Linked DNA regions of Cyprinus carpio: region 1 is linked to region 2. The links are chromatin contacts, called in public Hi-C maps. All regions are on one chromosome and are shown on one strand. Each heading gives the region's core, a stretch centred on a gene start, on an enhancer-like site or on the middle of the called end of the contact. The rest is flanking DNA. Distances are from core to core; before and after follow the strand shown.

The links. A called contact is a pair of places that touch in the nucleus more often than the background predicts.
Region 1: a Hi-C map of liver shows a contact between it and region 2, with 2.2 times the contacts expected there. The contact joins the promoter of LOC109062829 here to the enhancer-like site in region 2. A contact is called at or near these places in 3 of 8 Hi-C or Micro-C datasets (liver and skeletal muscle).

Annotation. Positions count from the first base shown.
Region 1 is chrB2:1,854,558-1,858,577 of ASM1834038v1, forward strand. It overlaps LOC109062829 (forkhead box protein F2-like), which reads left to right and starts at 2,757. Exons shown (of 2, transcript XM_019079900.2): 1 at 2,757-4,020. The coding sequence starts at 3,485.
Region 2 is chrB2:1,789,674-1,793,664 of ASM1834038v1, forward strand. No RefSeq gene overlaps it. Among protein-coding and RNA genes, the nearest start is that of irf4a, 33 kb to the left of the region's middle. Within about 2 kb of position 1,673, at least 1 of the 8 cell types and tissues checked has an H3K27ac peak or open chromatin away from gene starts, as enhancers often do. A contact at or near this core is called in liver, where this site is marked.

The DNA.
Region 1 (4,020 bases), core at 1,507-4,006, 66 kb after region 2:
GTTTCCACGAGCTGTCCACGGTCCTGAAGATAAGATGACATAACTCAGCTGTCAAAGCCAAGTACAGCATTTACCTTAAAACCACAAGATGCTTAATTTGTAAACGTGTCCTTGTTTCTGCTTTAAACATATCTTATCCTTTAAACACCTGTCAAACATTTCGTCGTGTTATTACAAGTAGTAGTAGTAGCAGTTTTTGTAATTATTGTTACATTTTAGTTCGTTCGTTTTAATATATATATATATATATATATATATATATATATATATATATATATATATATATATATATATATATATATATATATATACTTATTTACTTTTATTTTTAAATATTTTATTATTATTATTATTATTGTTATTATATTTTGGGACTGTGTAACGATATTAATCCTTGTTAATATCTTATAGAACCTGAGTTTTCTTTGGTGAGCGTGATTTCACCAAGTACAACATGTTCCTGGAACAACATTCCAATCAACCAATCAGAATTGAGATGTAAATTTTCAGGAAATATCTGTTTTAGGCTTACAATCAGGGTTAGGTGCTTCTACACCCTTGTTAATTATCTATCATTTCCCACTGATTTTAGGAAGAATTTATAGGTAGGGTTAGGTTTAGGGGTAGGGATTGAGATATTGGGCTAAATCTATATTTTTGGACAATAATGCTGATCCAGGATCATCAAAAGATGTTGATCCAGGAACATGTCTTACTTGGCAAAATCACGGCGACCGTTTTATTTTATCCAAATAGACACGTCTCAGTGGATAGTTTTCCTAAAAAGCAGACCGTTTCAAAAGCACCAGTTATGAGACCATATCCACAATAAATTGACGAATTAATAAGTTAATAGAGTGAATATAAACATTGGCCTGCGCAAGAGAATAACCCACATAAGTTCAAATGTCGATATATGTGTAGGCCTATCCTTTATAGTCACAAATGTTATTCAGATAATTTAAATCATTTATTAGACACCACTTGCTCCTGCCAAACTAAAAAGAAAAAGAAAAGAAAAAATCGACCTTAACTTCTACGTATGAAGTGTAACGTGACGTCAAGGAGAAAGGCATTAGCACCAATCAAACTGACAAGGCCTGTTGCCATTTATGGCGTTTCAAGTGTCTATCATCTGGAGAGACTATACTGCAACCTACAGGATGTAATGTACAATATCTACTGCACAACAGCAAGCAAAAGTGTGACATTTCAAAAACAAGATTATTGTAATTACATTTATTTTGCACGGTCAAATGGTACTCTTTTATAAAATATAAATAACTGGTTTTATAGGCATCCCATTTTGTTTATTTTCCTTTTTTTTGTATTTTTCATATCAAAATGAAGATGAAAATTAAAACCCACGTCAGTAATTCCCCAAAGAGCGTAATCTTTGTTATCATCATGTAGTTTATTTGTTTGATTGCAATTTAAACAATTGCTGAAGTTGTTGGACTTGTGAGGGAGAGAAACATTCGTCATTCCTAGGCGCCTCGAGAACTCAGGGCTTTGTTTTTTTCCTCGCAGAGTTTCCCCGAGAGCGGACACAGATATATTTAGCAATTCAATATTTATATTTTCTGCCCAGAACTGCAAATATCCGTCCCCCGAAGTGCCTCTTGTCACGCGGAGAGTAAAAACCTCTAATATCGGCATCATTCAGCTCTTAGCAGTGACAAACAGCCTTCAAATGCGCACTCGGAGAGTCCACGTCGATTTGTCACCTTTAGTCAAAAGGTCACCTACAACAGTAGAGGATTCCAGCAGTCTAGTACAACAATATTATCCGCGCAACGAGAAACCTTCAAAGTCTCTCGCGTATTTTCCTTCTGCACCGAGCAAGGCTTTTTCTAAGCCAAGCGTGCATCCTGAACGCAGCAGGGATAGCGGGTTTGATGTTGCCGGGAATTTTTGAGGCGATTATTTTCTTTACCTTTATTGTTATGACGAGGGCTGATTTTATCTCCACATCCTTTTGTTGGCTTTGATAAAGATGTGAGGCTGCTTGTTTCTGCCTATGAGGCAAGGCTGTGAATATTGCACCGCATTGCTTGCATTCGTATATTTTAGTGCGCGTATTCATGACGAAGCCAAATTAAAAAACACCAACTGTTGTGAAGGCCTAATGTTTAAACTGTAAGAGGCCAGTAAACAGTAGTAGAATCGATTAGTTTACAGAGCAAATAAATATACACGCACTAAGAATTGTTTAAAATAGGACTAATCATTGATGCTTGTAATGATAATAAAACAAAATTCGTTAATAATACAACCGACTACTTAGATTATGCAATCATAAAAAATATATATTATTATTATTATTATTTTGCATGCACGGTTGTTTTTGTTTTAATTAAACATTTAAAATAATTTCAAGTGACTTTGCGCATTTATTGTTGTTTTTCTTTCACGATAATCACGAATGTTGCATTGAAATGGAGATTTTTTTCTTTCTTTCTTTTATTTTTTCGTATGGCCAATTAAGCTCACTTTCCACAATTAATTAGTCCCTCTCTCAGGGGGGATGATAGGGGTCTGGGATGGTAAACTGACACTGCGCTGTGTGTGGTATCCGAGCACTGGCGCAGCGGCTGATGGAAAAAGCCTGCTTCCACTCATGTCAAAATCATTTATCCAGAACAGCCCTTTGCAAGAACTTGTATACACTTGGAGACGGACTTTTTTCGCCCACCCCCATCATGCGTACTTGACAAGATGCTCAACCAGGTCACTGCCTTACGTGCTCGCATTCTTCTCTCCTAGGTGAAGCGATGAACTCTTGCTTCGTACGTTGTTCCCTCGACGGTCAAACACACTAGAAGTGCTTTTCTATTTCAACCTCACGTCCTCCAGTGCCAGAAATCTCACCAAAACACGCCATTAATTACTGGAGCTCTGACAGCCTTCGCCCCGGTGTTTGGCGTGTGGCGCTGTTGATTGAAACGTCGGACTAGGCTTGATAAATGGCGTTATTGCGTGTATTTAGGCTGTCAGAGGGGAGGTGGGGAGTCTCTCTGCTCGGACTCTGCACAGCCTCCTGCCAGACCGATAGCTGGAGGCATGCCAGACATGGAAAAGGGGTGGGTCTCCGCAGTTTGAGAAGATTTCTTGGAGGAATTTAGCGGGGATCTAGGGGGCAGAGAGAGATTTACGAATTGATAGGTGGTCGCGTTTTGTTTGGCCGCACGTCTTTGCGCCAGAGGACTCTGGAGCATTGAGTTTCCTTCTCTTAAAGGATTAGTCTTCGCGATGGCCACCAAGAGACTAAGGAGGGGTCGCTATCCTGGCGACACACATCTGGTGGCTTCAACCAGGAGCACAATTGTGGCGCACTGACCTCGGAGAGACACTGGCTTTTAAGAGAGATTTGCTTGGAGTACGCGACGTTTCTCCCGTATTTTTAGCCCCGACTCGCATTCTTTGAAGACTGAACCCGTCTTTTTACATCCGTCCATCTTCGTTTGGGCTACAAGGCTTAGCAATGACGACTGAGAGCTCTCAGCAGCAGCTGGACACGCCGGCTCCCATCAGATCCAGCCCCGCATCCAGTGCCATGCACTCGGCGCTTCAGGGCACGCAGACAGTGGTGGAGAGCACAGCTGCGACCGGCAGCAAGGGCAAGAAGTCCAACTCGGGCATGAGGCGCCCCGAAAAGCCGCCTTACTCCTATATCGCCCTCATAGTCATGGCGATACAGAGCTCTCCGACCAAAAGGTTAACGCTGAGTGAAATCTATCAGTTCCTCCAAGCGCGTTTCCCGTTTTTTAGGGGTTCCTACCAAGGCTGGAAAAATTCCGTCAGACACAATTTGTCTCTTAACGAGTGTTTCATCAAACTTCCCAAAGGCCTCGGGCGGCCGGGAAAAGGCCACTACTGGACCATCGACCCCGGGAGCGAGTTCATGTTCGAGGAGGGCTCTTTCCGACGCAGGCCCCGTGGTTTCCGAAGGAAATGCCAGGCTCTCAAACCCATGTACCGCATGATGAACGGCATCGGCTTCGGCGCTTCGATGCTGCC
Region 2 (3,991 bases), core at 423-2,922:
GGACTTTTTTTAAATTTGATAGTCCACTTTAGACAGTGAGTAACTTTGCAACTACATGTCAAATTAGAGTATTAGTAGATTGCCTGTTTAATATCTTCTAACACTTTATTCTGATGCGTACAAACGCACTGACTATAAGAAACTTTACAAGTGTATGTCAACTAACTCTAAATCTAACCCTACAGTCTACTCGGAGAGTTAGTAGACATGTAGTAGCGAAGTTACTTACTGTTAGTAGAATGTCTAAAGGGGACTAGCAAAATAAAATTAATACATTTGAATGTTTTGATAATTTCATATGTTAAAAATAAAAAAATAAATAAAAATGACTCTCATTGCAGCCTGATATAGCTATTCATATCTGATTAAATCGTATTTTTAAACAGAATAAACCCGGTGTTATCACGCGCAGCGCATATTTCGGTGCAGCGCGCGGCGGACTGTTCTCGGGCTCGAGCTGTGTTTGCGCCTGGGTGTGTGTGAGGGACAGAGAGAGAGAGAGAGGCTGGCACTGGTCGAGCTGGGTGGTTTGTGTGTGATTTTCAGATGACAGCTCTATGGGTGGTCCCAGCGGTGCGAAAGCCCCCGGCAAATTAAGCAACATTGTACACTCTCTTCCCTTTTAAAAGCCGACAGCTGCCCGTGCGTCTCAGATGTTTAACTTTTAGGTTAAGTAAATCAAACACCGAGATCAAGGCGAATGAATACATCATCTATAAAAGTGGTCAGACTCTCAGCGAGGGAAAAGCTGTTTGTCAAAGAGCGTGAACGAGATCAGATCAGTTCAGTGAAATGAAGTCAGCAGCACATTAAGGGAAGAAACGCGCAGGCTTTCCGACTGAAGAGATCATGCTCGGAGAAAGCTTAAGGTCTGTGGGTCTAGTGGTCTATTTTGGGACGGAGGTGGCAGAGCTCTGTCACTCAGCGTGACTGGCAGAGGTCCAGGACATTTTCAATTTCAGGAACTGGAGGTAAAACAATAAACAAGGCCCCTTCATTCTTGGATCCCTGATGGGAGATAAAAAAGGGAAGGCATGAACATAGACAGAACAAGCAGAACATACAGCCTCCCGCCGTCTCTTTCTCTTCCTCTGCCGCTTTTCTGCTTCTCTCACTCTGACACACACACACACACACACACACACACACACACACACACACACACACACACACACACACACACACACACACACGCACGCACGCACGCACGCACGCACGCACACACAACGCTGCTTTGGTAAAGTGTGGACTAGATTTCAAAGATCAATCACATTTATTTAAAAACTTAATTTTAATTGAAAGTGACATCACCTGGAGTTTTCAGAGGAATTCTACTCTCATTTAACATTCATAATTTGTTGACAGAAATAAATTTCAGTTTTTTACACTATTTATAGAAGTCATATTGTTGATTCTAAAGCTAAAAGGCCATAAACTTTGACAACAGAGATACCAGCAGCCGCTTGCCCCTCAAAAATCAGAATATCCCAAACATATACATTTTGATTCATTTACTATCACTTCATGACATTATTCAACAGAATATTTAAAATCTCACTAAGCTTGAATTCTGAAATTTTTATCATGTTTCATAGCATGGCTGTGATAAAAGTTACATTATTAAAGAAAAAACTTGAGTGGCATCAAATTTATGTTGTGGTTGTGGCCATGACACAAATATATTACTGCGCCACAGAAATCAACCCACTAAAAATGCCAGTGAAAGCTATATCTAAGCCATAAAAAAACATTAATACATCATAAACCTTTCCATACTCGCTTCATAACACAACTCGCATATAAACAGGGTTCTGTGGTAGGACAGGGTTGTGTGATGTAACCAGCAATTTCCACGAACAGGGTGCAAAACAAGGTCTGAAACTCTTAAAAATAAACACTTTCAGTACGTGAAACTAAATATATTTAGTTGCATTATTTTATAAGAGGTTTTCCAGTTTTTTTCAACCTCAATCTTTCATTTCACAGCACTAGAACAATAAATAAGCAACATAAATCAGAAAATATATGATTTTGTTTTAAATGCAGTTTTTTTTTTCAATAATGGCATATACAAAAAACAAACAAACAAAACAAAATCATTTTTATTTTTCTTACTTTAACGCCTCTATGATGCTTTTTGGGAAATAATAAAACAGACGAAAGTACTCTATTTGTCTACATTTGTGGAAAAAGTGAAATCTTAAATAATCCCATGACGTTGTCTCTGTTCAGTGACGTCTGAAATGCTCTTTCACATTTTCCAACTGTTTTAATAGGACTGAGAATTTACACACCAGTCCATCCTCTACACACACACACACACACACACACACACACACACACACACACACACACACACACACACACACACACACACACACACACACACACACAGAGCACTGGAGAGGTCTGCTTTTCATCAGCGTAGGCCAGCACCAGCTGGAAGCTCTCTCACTGTCTATAATCCATTATCGGAGCAAATGGATGTACTCCCAAAAGAGATCCTTCAGAGCTAAACATGGACAAAAGACTCCGACCCCCCAATCATCTCTCCAACAGTGACTCAGCAGCACAGAAACAAACCTCACATTGTTTCAGAACCCAATGCGCGGCGGTCAGGAGGTCGAGATCACATTTAGGAGCAAATGAAGATTTTACAGACTGGACAAGTTGAGAGATCTTTTGGTGAAGATCCTACAAACATCAAATCACTCTCTGTACGTCTGTGAAGGTTTGCGCTGGACCTCCCTGAAGAGAATCAGGAGATATCATCTGTCTTAGTTCAGTTTAACTTAGTCCTACAATGAAGTTTCTGTTTATTAATTATAGGGTGAATTCAGGTAAATTCACTTTTAGTTGACTGAGAAAAAAAAAAATGTTCCAATTAGCCTGAATTAACCCTGGTGTTTATCAGCAGTGCAGAGACAGATGGTTTCAATTCACGGGAAGTTACTGAAATTGGTCAAAAATACAGGCATCGCTATGCATTGTAGCAAATGCATTCATTGATATTAGCAAATTCAAAAAGGAACAGTGCTGTTTACATTTTTTTTAATTCATTTTTTTATTAAAATGTTTTACATTTCAAAACAAAAGGTTAGAATCTCTCATTAGCACTGCTTTTTATAATAACAGTGTAGGACTGATAATAAAGTCATGTACGTGTGGCTTTACCGGGTGACTCTTTTCCTGTTCAGACTCTTTAATAAACTTTACCCTCTTGTCGACACCTCAGAGAAAAAAAAAACAGCGGGGTCACTGGCCCGGCGTGACCTTTGCTTGTCCTTTCATGACCTCTGTGTTTGTCAGTCTGTCTCGTGATCGACCCGAGTGTTTCTGACAGACCGAGACCGTCGGGTCTTTCTGTCTCCGTTTCCTGCAGTTACACTCCAGATTTATGACCTCCGGGCCGCTGTGTCATGCCAGAGTCATGGCTTTTCTCTTTCCCGTCCCCTGCATGAGTTCAAATGATATAGTTTATATTATTACAGATTCAGTATTTGCTATTATGCATTCATTTATGCTTCAAAAAGTGGCAGCTTGTAGCTACTGTATTAAAAAGAAGAAACAGCTAATAGCAATAATACTAATACTAATACTATATTTATTATTAAATATTATATTATATATTTAATATTAAATATTGCAGCCTTATACTTTTAGGGTAAATTGGGATCATTGGGGGAAAGAAAAGTCCCAATTATGTTTTTCTTTTACTTGCTTGCACACATTTTCAAAACTATGCCTCTTTTTTGTAATTTGTTTGAACTTTACACACAAATCCAAGAACTGCACACACAAAAAGCACTGCATTCAAAATATCACAAACACATCTCAACTGCGAACACCTTTGCCATAATATTAATACCTGTTCAATTTTTGTCTGTTACATAGAGAATTGTGTGTTGTGTTTTGCAAAAAGTGTTTTATGAAATTGAAAACTGCGTCTAAGGCTGATAATTAATATGGTTTTGCAGATTTGGTATGTGCT